Linked DNA regions of Mus musculus: region 2 is linked to region 1. The links are chromatin contacts, called in public Hi-C maps. All regions are on one chromosome and are shown on one strand. The core of a region is the stretch at or near the end of the contact, and the rest is flanking DNA. Distances in the headings are between cores, read along the strand shown. Region 1 has its middle 170 kb from the start of Gm39048. Region 2 holds the start of Dlg2 (discs large MAGUK scaffold protein 2).

Evidence for each region. A called contact is a pair of places that touch in the nucleus more often than the background predicts.
Region 2: a contact with region 1 is called in a Hi-C map of cortical neurons, with 3 times the contacts expected there. The contact joins the promoter of Dlg2 here to the enhancer-like site in region 1. A contact is called at or near these places in 4 of 484 Hi-C or Micro-C datasets (cerebral cortex, cortical neurons and forebrain) and 2 of 115 datasets of contacts at active chromatin or transcription factors (forebrain and neural progenitor cells).

What each region holds. Positions count from the first base shown.
Region 1 is chr7:90,842,144-90,845,554 of GRCm38.p6, forward strand. It overlaps a transcript of Dlg2 not described here. Among named protein-coding and RNA genes, the nearest start is that of Gm39048, 170 kb to the right of the region's middle. Within about 2 kb of position 1,633, at least 11 of the 459 cell types and tissues checked have an H3K27ac peak or open chromatin away from gene starts, as enhancers often do. A contact at or near this core is called in cortical neurons and forebrain, where this site is marked.
Region 2 is chr7:91,088,601-91,092,125 of GRCm38.p6, forward strand. It overlaps Dlg2 (discs large MAGUK scaffold protein 2), which reads left to right and starts at 2,186. Exons shown (of 23, transcript NM_011807.3): 1 at 2,186-2,448. The coding sequence starts at 2,407.

The DNA.
Region 1 (3,411 bases), core at 383-2,882:
TTGTTTCTGTTTATTCAGTCAATTCTTACCTTTTCCTCTGCTTCAGTTATTCTTGGTGATTACTCCATAACTTATAAATTGTACCACCTAGAATTACTATTGCAAGTGTTGTTGTGGAACTTGCCAAGGTATAAGGGAATAAAGCTACAAGATTATAGCTATGACACTTGTTGAAACTTTAAAAGTGACTAACTGTGTAATACATGGGAATTATTTCTCAACTCAATTTTGGATGAATGGTCATGGAAAATAGGAATGAAAATGATTATCCCACATATGTGTTTATATATATAATTGAGATAGTTCATCTCAATTATCAATTATTTGACATGGTTTAGAATTATCATAGACATGAATTTCTGGGTATATTTGTGAAGCATTTTCTAGATTAGGTTACTGAGGTGGGAAGGTCTACCCTAAATACTAGAAGTACCAATCAACCAATAAATTCTGGTCTACATATAAGCAGAAAGTGAGCTGAGCACCAGCATCTGTCACTCTGCTTCCTGACTGAGGATGCAATGAGACCAGTTATGCAATAGCTCCTGCTGACCAAGGCTTCCCCACTATAAGGGACTATACCTTCAAGCTCTCCAGTATTTTATCATAGTAACAAGGAAAGTAAGTAATACCATCATATGTGAATGTTCAAAAGGCTACTACTGCCATGCTCAGAGTGTAAGACGCAGAATGCATCTTCCTTCCTCCGCTCCCTCCATTTCCTCCCACTAATGGTCAGTGAGAGAGGGCAAGGACTGGGAAAGTCCTAGCTGAGATACTGAGGCTAGCTCTAACGCAGCATCTTCATAAGGAGTGTGTTTACTTTGGACTTAATATGAATAGGAGGCGTCTCTCATCAGTCTATTTGTCCAATTCTTAATAAAGTAGCAGAAAACCATTATATTGGGGCTACCTTGACTTTCTGAGAGTATTTGTGTTAAAGCATTGACCACATCACAGCCAAAATTTCATGGACTAAAATAATCCTCCCAGCAGAGGCTTTGTTGTCAGAACTGCAGTCAAATTTGACTTTTTAAATAAAAGGGATAATTGGTAGAAAAAAAAAATCTCTTAACTTGTCTAAGCCTCAGTTGCCCATACATGTCTAAAACTGTCATCAAAGTACATTTGGCAACTATAGATATGACCAATTTGCTATTTATTAGTACAAGAATTAATAAATGCAAAGTATTCCCAATAAATGTTCACCATTAATACTGGATGATGGCATTGAATGGCTATTCAGAATTTTAGGATTGTAACTAAGTTTACCTGGTAACTAGACCTGACTTCTATTCCATCAGGAAAATGGGGATTCAGAACATAAGAGTGCTCAGAACTGACACTGGGCACACTGAATCTTGGACTGAGGACAGCGAGACAAATGCTTGCTGTCCTCAGCCACCTGTGCATATGAGTGTGCTGATATTCTGATAGGCTGGGTCATGACTCGCTCCAGAAATGAGTGCTATGCTCTATATTGAAATGACAAGTGTTTTCACTTGAGAGGCTAGGGAGACTGGAAGTGACAGTGTTGCTGTGAACCTGTTCCTTCTTGATGCCTAAAGCACTCTCCAGTCACAAGCCAGAGCACTGGGGGAAGATGCATGGCTCTGGGAGGCCACTAGGGTGTCATTTAGAACCTCTCTGCTGGAACAATGGAGTAATATAAATTTCAACCCACATCCTCCCGTTGCCATGGTAACCTGATGCACTTGCTTTGAAGTGTCTTTTGTATCTCCCGACCCCTTGCTTGCTTTCTTTTTATTTTTAATCATGAAGATTTTTACTTTGCCAGTAATTTCCTTAATGTGGCTGTGACTTCTTACCCTCCTATTTCCCTATCCCTCCAATTTCTGAATATCTTGCCAATGAGCAATTCAAAGATAAAGATAATAGCTGCATGTATGTGTTCATACCTGCCTGCTGTGCCTGTAAATAAGTAAATCCCTCTCCCTTCTGTTTGTCAGCCTTTCTATAGTCACCCTTTCTTCTCTCCCTCTCTTACAAATGCATGTGCAACACACACACACACACACACACACACACACACACACACACACACAACACACACACGACAATTGTCAGAAAACTGATACACTGCTACAGCTGTTCAATGCTTCAAAAACACCTTGTGTGTCTTAAAAATGATAAAGGAAGTTTTCCATTGCAGAACAACTTCTGATTTAGTAATTCCTTAGTATTTGGTATGTGGCAGGCTGAACAAAGGGTCTGATTGTTATTACATTCAAATCCTTCACTTGGTCACTTGAAAATCTGTAGATTATGAGGGCAGTGTTTCAAGGTGAAGAGCATGAGGTGCTTTGGGTTTGCATTCAGACACTGTCAGTTCTTAGTTGTACAACCCTGTGTAGGTTAATTACACTAACCCTCATAACAAAATAGACTCTCAAAAATAATAGCATAAATTCACTCTCAAGATGTGTGTGAGGAGTGATTTGAGATAATACAGCGTACCTAGAATAAGTCTCTTTGAGACATTATAGACATAAACACTGAGTCTTTCACCTAGGAAACTGACTGTATGCATCCAGGAATAGGCTGCAGTTATCTCACCTAGAGATGCATATGGGCCTTCTTCATTACTATACCCTTCTCCACGCCAAAGAGTCCAGGCAAGCATGCAAACACAGAGTCCTGTGCCATCACCTTACTTGAATGCTGAAGACATGAAACATGGACACGGAAGAACAGAGGCATCTCCTGGAAGCTGCCTCAGAAATATGACCTCTTGTGATGTTCAAGTTTAGGTCTTTACTTCTGGGAGCAAACCTAGTTCGACATATCAAGCTAATAGGATATTTAGAAACTCTCATTACATTAGGGCAGCACTGCCCACCCCACCACAAAATCCCCCTTTCATGGAAGAGGTGAGTGTATTTAACCAGGAGCATTCGGGATGATGGAAGACATTTGAACGCAAACATAGGGTACTTGCTAACCTGTGAGTTGTGTGACTGCTATGCACTTGTATTCAGTGCCGACAGTGAAGAGAATAATGAGACAGAAATTAAATGAAATTTAAAAGAACTACAGTTATGTGACAGGATACCTGCTCTGTGGAAGTATCAAGACTTACAGAGAGGAAGTCACAGAAGATTAAGCAAAACGGAAGGAGATCACAGAGAACATTCTTGAAGGAATACTCTCTACGTTACAGTAATTTAGAAACATAATTTCAAGTAATGAGAAAAACAAGCATGAAAGAAGAGATAAATTCCTTTCCATTATTGTAGCTAATGGGGGAGTTCTAGATAAAAGTTCTTGGATTTTATTTAATAACTATATCATGGAATAACAGCTCACATCGTATTTCATAGATTCACTATCAAATAATGTTTCCTTGAAGAATTGAAGAATTATCTGTTTGATTACACTTCAGAAAGAAGA
Region 2 (3,525 bases), core at 936-3,435, 250 kb after region 1:
TTTACCCACAGAGGCATCTTACTAGCCCATTAATAAATGACTTTTCTATTGGACCCTGTGATTCAGGTTAACGCTTCATTTCCTACAAGGAAAATGATGAAAATGGCCATTATCCTTGTATTCTTAAAGCTAAACAGCAGATCTTCGACTATAGCCCAATTCTGCACTGGGATTCTGTGAGATAGGTAAGGCCACTTGAGAGTTTTAAATAGGTCTTCAAGGCCATAGTCTTCCTTGGAATGTACACACTTCAAAGCTTGGCTGAAACTCTAAGTTCTTCCAACTTCACTTTGGTCTGTTTCCTACCAGTGTGCATCTCTGAGATTGTGACACTTCCTGTCTCGTCCTGTATTGGGGTACCAAAAAAAGGCTGGAGACCATCAAAATAGCAATAAAAACAAAGAAAGTGTCTTATACACTAATTCCAAGCGAAAATTTTACTTAACAGTACATTTGTTGATTTTTTTTTTTCCTGAGAATCTTCTGAACCCTAGTGGAGACAGGCAGTTTTAAATCGTCCCCGTGTTTACCACAGCTTCCGGTGTTTGTGTTCATTTACTGGGAAGAGCTTCAGGAGAGGTAACCTGCTATGACCTCTGGAGAGGGAGGCATTATGAACTGAAATGACAGGCTCTGTTTTGAAGCCATTAATAAAAGTTGGGGAGTGATAGGACCTGGGCATCCATTTTTTAAACTGCCCTGGAAGTCACAGTTATGCTACAAGCACTTACAGTTTGTAATTACCTAGTCTACTATGACAGACAGAGCTGGGAATCAAATTAAGTGGCTCCCTTCTCTTTCATTGCTGAACAATCTCCAGCTTAAGCCAAGGTTGCTTTTCCTTCTTCCTAAAAAAGCCACAAACAATGACAACCCAAAATAGCTATTTAGTCAGAAGTGACGACACTTTCTGAACGCTTATCATTAAGAGGGAAGTAGAAAACCTAGCTCTTTAATTCCTCTCTCTGAATTCCCATCTACCCTCTGAAGCATTCTCACCTCACTGCCCAGGAGAGATGCCCAGAGACTGCCAGAGAGCATCAGCACTGCTGCAGGCTCCAAAGGGGAGGTGGCTTATGCAAAACACGTTAAAGAAAAACCCTAAAAGTCACTGCAGCTTTTTCCCTGTGAGTGATGCGGTTCTTCCCTGTTGCTGTGGCAAAGACATCACCAATCTTTTTCCTCCCACTATTTTTACTGCAGTGAGAACTGTTCATGTCTGCTCGCATTTCGCCAGAGAGCTTTAGAATTCTAGCTGAGCATTAGGGCTGCCTGAAGCTGGAAAAAAGAGTTTAGAACCTTGCCTTGGCTGAATAAAAATCCAATTAATTTGCAGTATCTGTTGCTTGTCAAGGATATCAACAGACAGTAAGACCTGAAAATGTTTGTTAATTAAAAATCCCCCCTCCTCGTGGATTCATGGGAATAGAAGTCTCTCTCTCTCTCTCTCTCTCTCTCTCTCTCTCTCTCCCTTCCTCCCTCTCTACCTCCCAGGACCAGCTAAACATTTTATATCATTTTTTCATCCCGCTGGTTGAATTGTCCCCCTGTTTTGTTCCAATCCCATCCTGTATCGCTGATAGTTGTTTATCAACAAAGCATAGCATTGGAGAATTTAGATGCATGGTTTTGTTAGAGAGCCTAACAACTTTAAATATCCCTGGAAGACAGACCTGATGATATGATATCCCAGGACAGGGCAGTAAGAGGTGGTACTTCCTTGCCCTGGAGCTGGCGAGCACCCCTGGTGGACCCAGCTTAGGTTTTAGGGGACTCTATGAGACACGGAACCTTTTGGTCCTGCTCTGTTCCACACAGAGAAATGGAAGAGTGAGGCATGCTTGCAGTGGTTTGTAGTATTTGCCAAACAGGATACTGCATCAGAAAAGCTTGGAATGTAGTGCAGAGCTGTTAGGCTACAAAGGGAAAAGGGTTCCCTCTTCAACCACAGTCTGCCAGATGCAATCCCCTGGTAAAGTATCTAATAGGACAACACTCGGGCTCCCCAGAAATATAAGTAACTCATTGGTTAAATTTCAATTCTTCACCTTTCCCCCCCCCCCTCCTTCCTGAGTGAGCTCATTCCCCCCTCCTTTTTTTCCCCCAGTGATTTAAAATGCTAGAAGGAAAAGCAACTGAGGTTCTAACTTTCGGATGCTGAATCCTCGGCTAATTGAAATTACTGGGCACAATGCTATATATAGCCAATGAAGAGATTCTGAGCTCTCACTCAGTGCCTTCAAGACATGTCGTTTTGTAGTCAGAGGAAACAGGGATCAATGCATTTTCAAACTGACAGAGGGAACGGATGCTCCTTAGCAGCACATGCCCAGGATCGTGTGTGTGGGGCTTGCGCTGTGCTGAGAAGCTGATCACCACCGGCCCATATGCCCCTTATTTACTGCAATGTTCTTTGCATGTTATTGTGCACTCCGGACTAACGTAAAGGTAAGAGGGAGCGAGACGGCCACTGGGCATGATGTACATGTTAAACCAGCTGCAAAAAAATGTCTACCTTGTGTAGCGCCAGGACTTTTCGGATGGCCGGCTGAGCAGGCTGATTATTACAGGTGGTTGCGAAGGCTTTGTTTTATTGTTGCCTTGCCGCCTCCCTGGGGGAGCGAGTCAGAACGCTGTGGTGAAGTGACCTTCAGGTTTAACTGTTTGTAATTCAGGTTCTTGCTCACACTTGGAGGGTGGAGAGGGGGGAGGAAAAGATGAGGATTATTTCCGTAGGCCAGCAACAAGAAACCAGAGGAGGTAACAAGCTATGGATCACGCTGTCAATTAGAATTTAGTCTTTCCCTTTTGAAAGTGCTGTGAACTGTACGTGTGCCTGCAGCTTCATTGTTCTGAGAGCTCCCGGGTTTGAATGTGGAGGCTGGAGTGGAATTAGGATGTGATCTGTGGGGGTACCCGAGCATCCTGTGTGTTGAGAGGAGGATGAGGAGCATCGGGGAATTTGGTGGTATTAACCACACAGCTTCTCAGCTCAGGGTGGGCTGCCGGGTTAGACTGCTTGGGTGCCGCCACCTGGATGCTGTCACCTCGCTGACATTCACTTGCTGGAGCTAATAAGGCTCCAAAGTTGAGCTCAAGTTTGGGAGACTTACCCCTTGTCACGAGCAAGGATGTTATTATTTGAAAGGTTTCTCTGACGCTATTCATTCAGCACGAAGAACCAGAGAGAGCTGCTGTGGGATTCCACTTGCATAGTTTAAGTGAATTTCCACCCCCCCACCCCCCCCCACCCCCGTACCCCAGCTTGAGTTTGTAATTCTAATTGAAGCAGGTCCAAAAAGAAGTGATTGTCTTTGAGAAAGAAAAAAAAAATTAGAGGCAGTTTAAAGCCTAAAATAGGACTTTTGAAAAATTAAAAGTCGATGTAAAGTGTTTCCCTTTTTATTTCAGGAGAGGAAGTGTTTTATGAGTCTGGGTACTAAAGTTTCATTTTGTGTGTTTACAAGTTTTATTGGAGAGCTCCCGGCTGCTCACTTTTGTAAACCTCCTCGCTTTACATTTGAA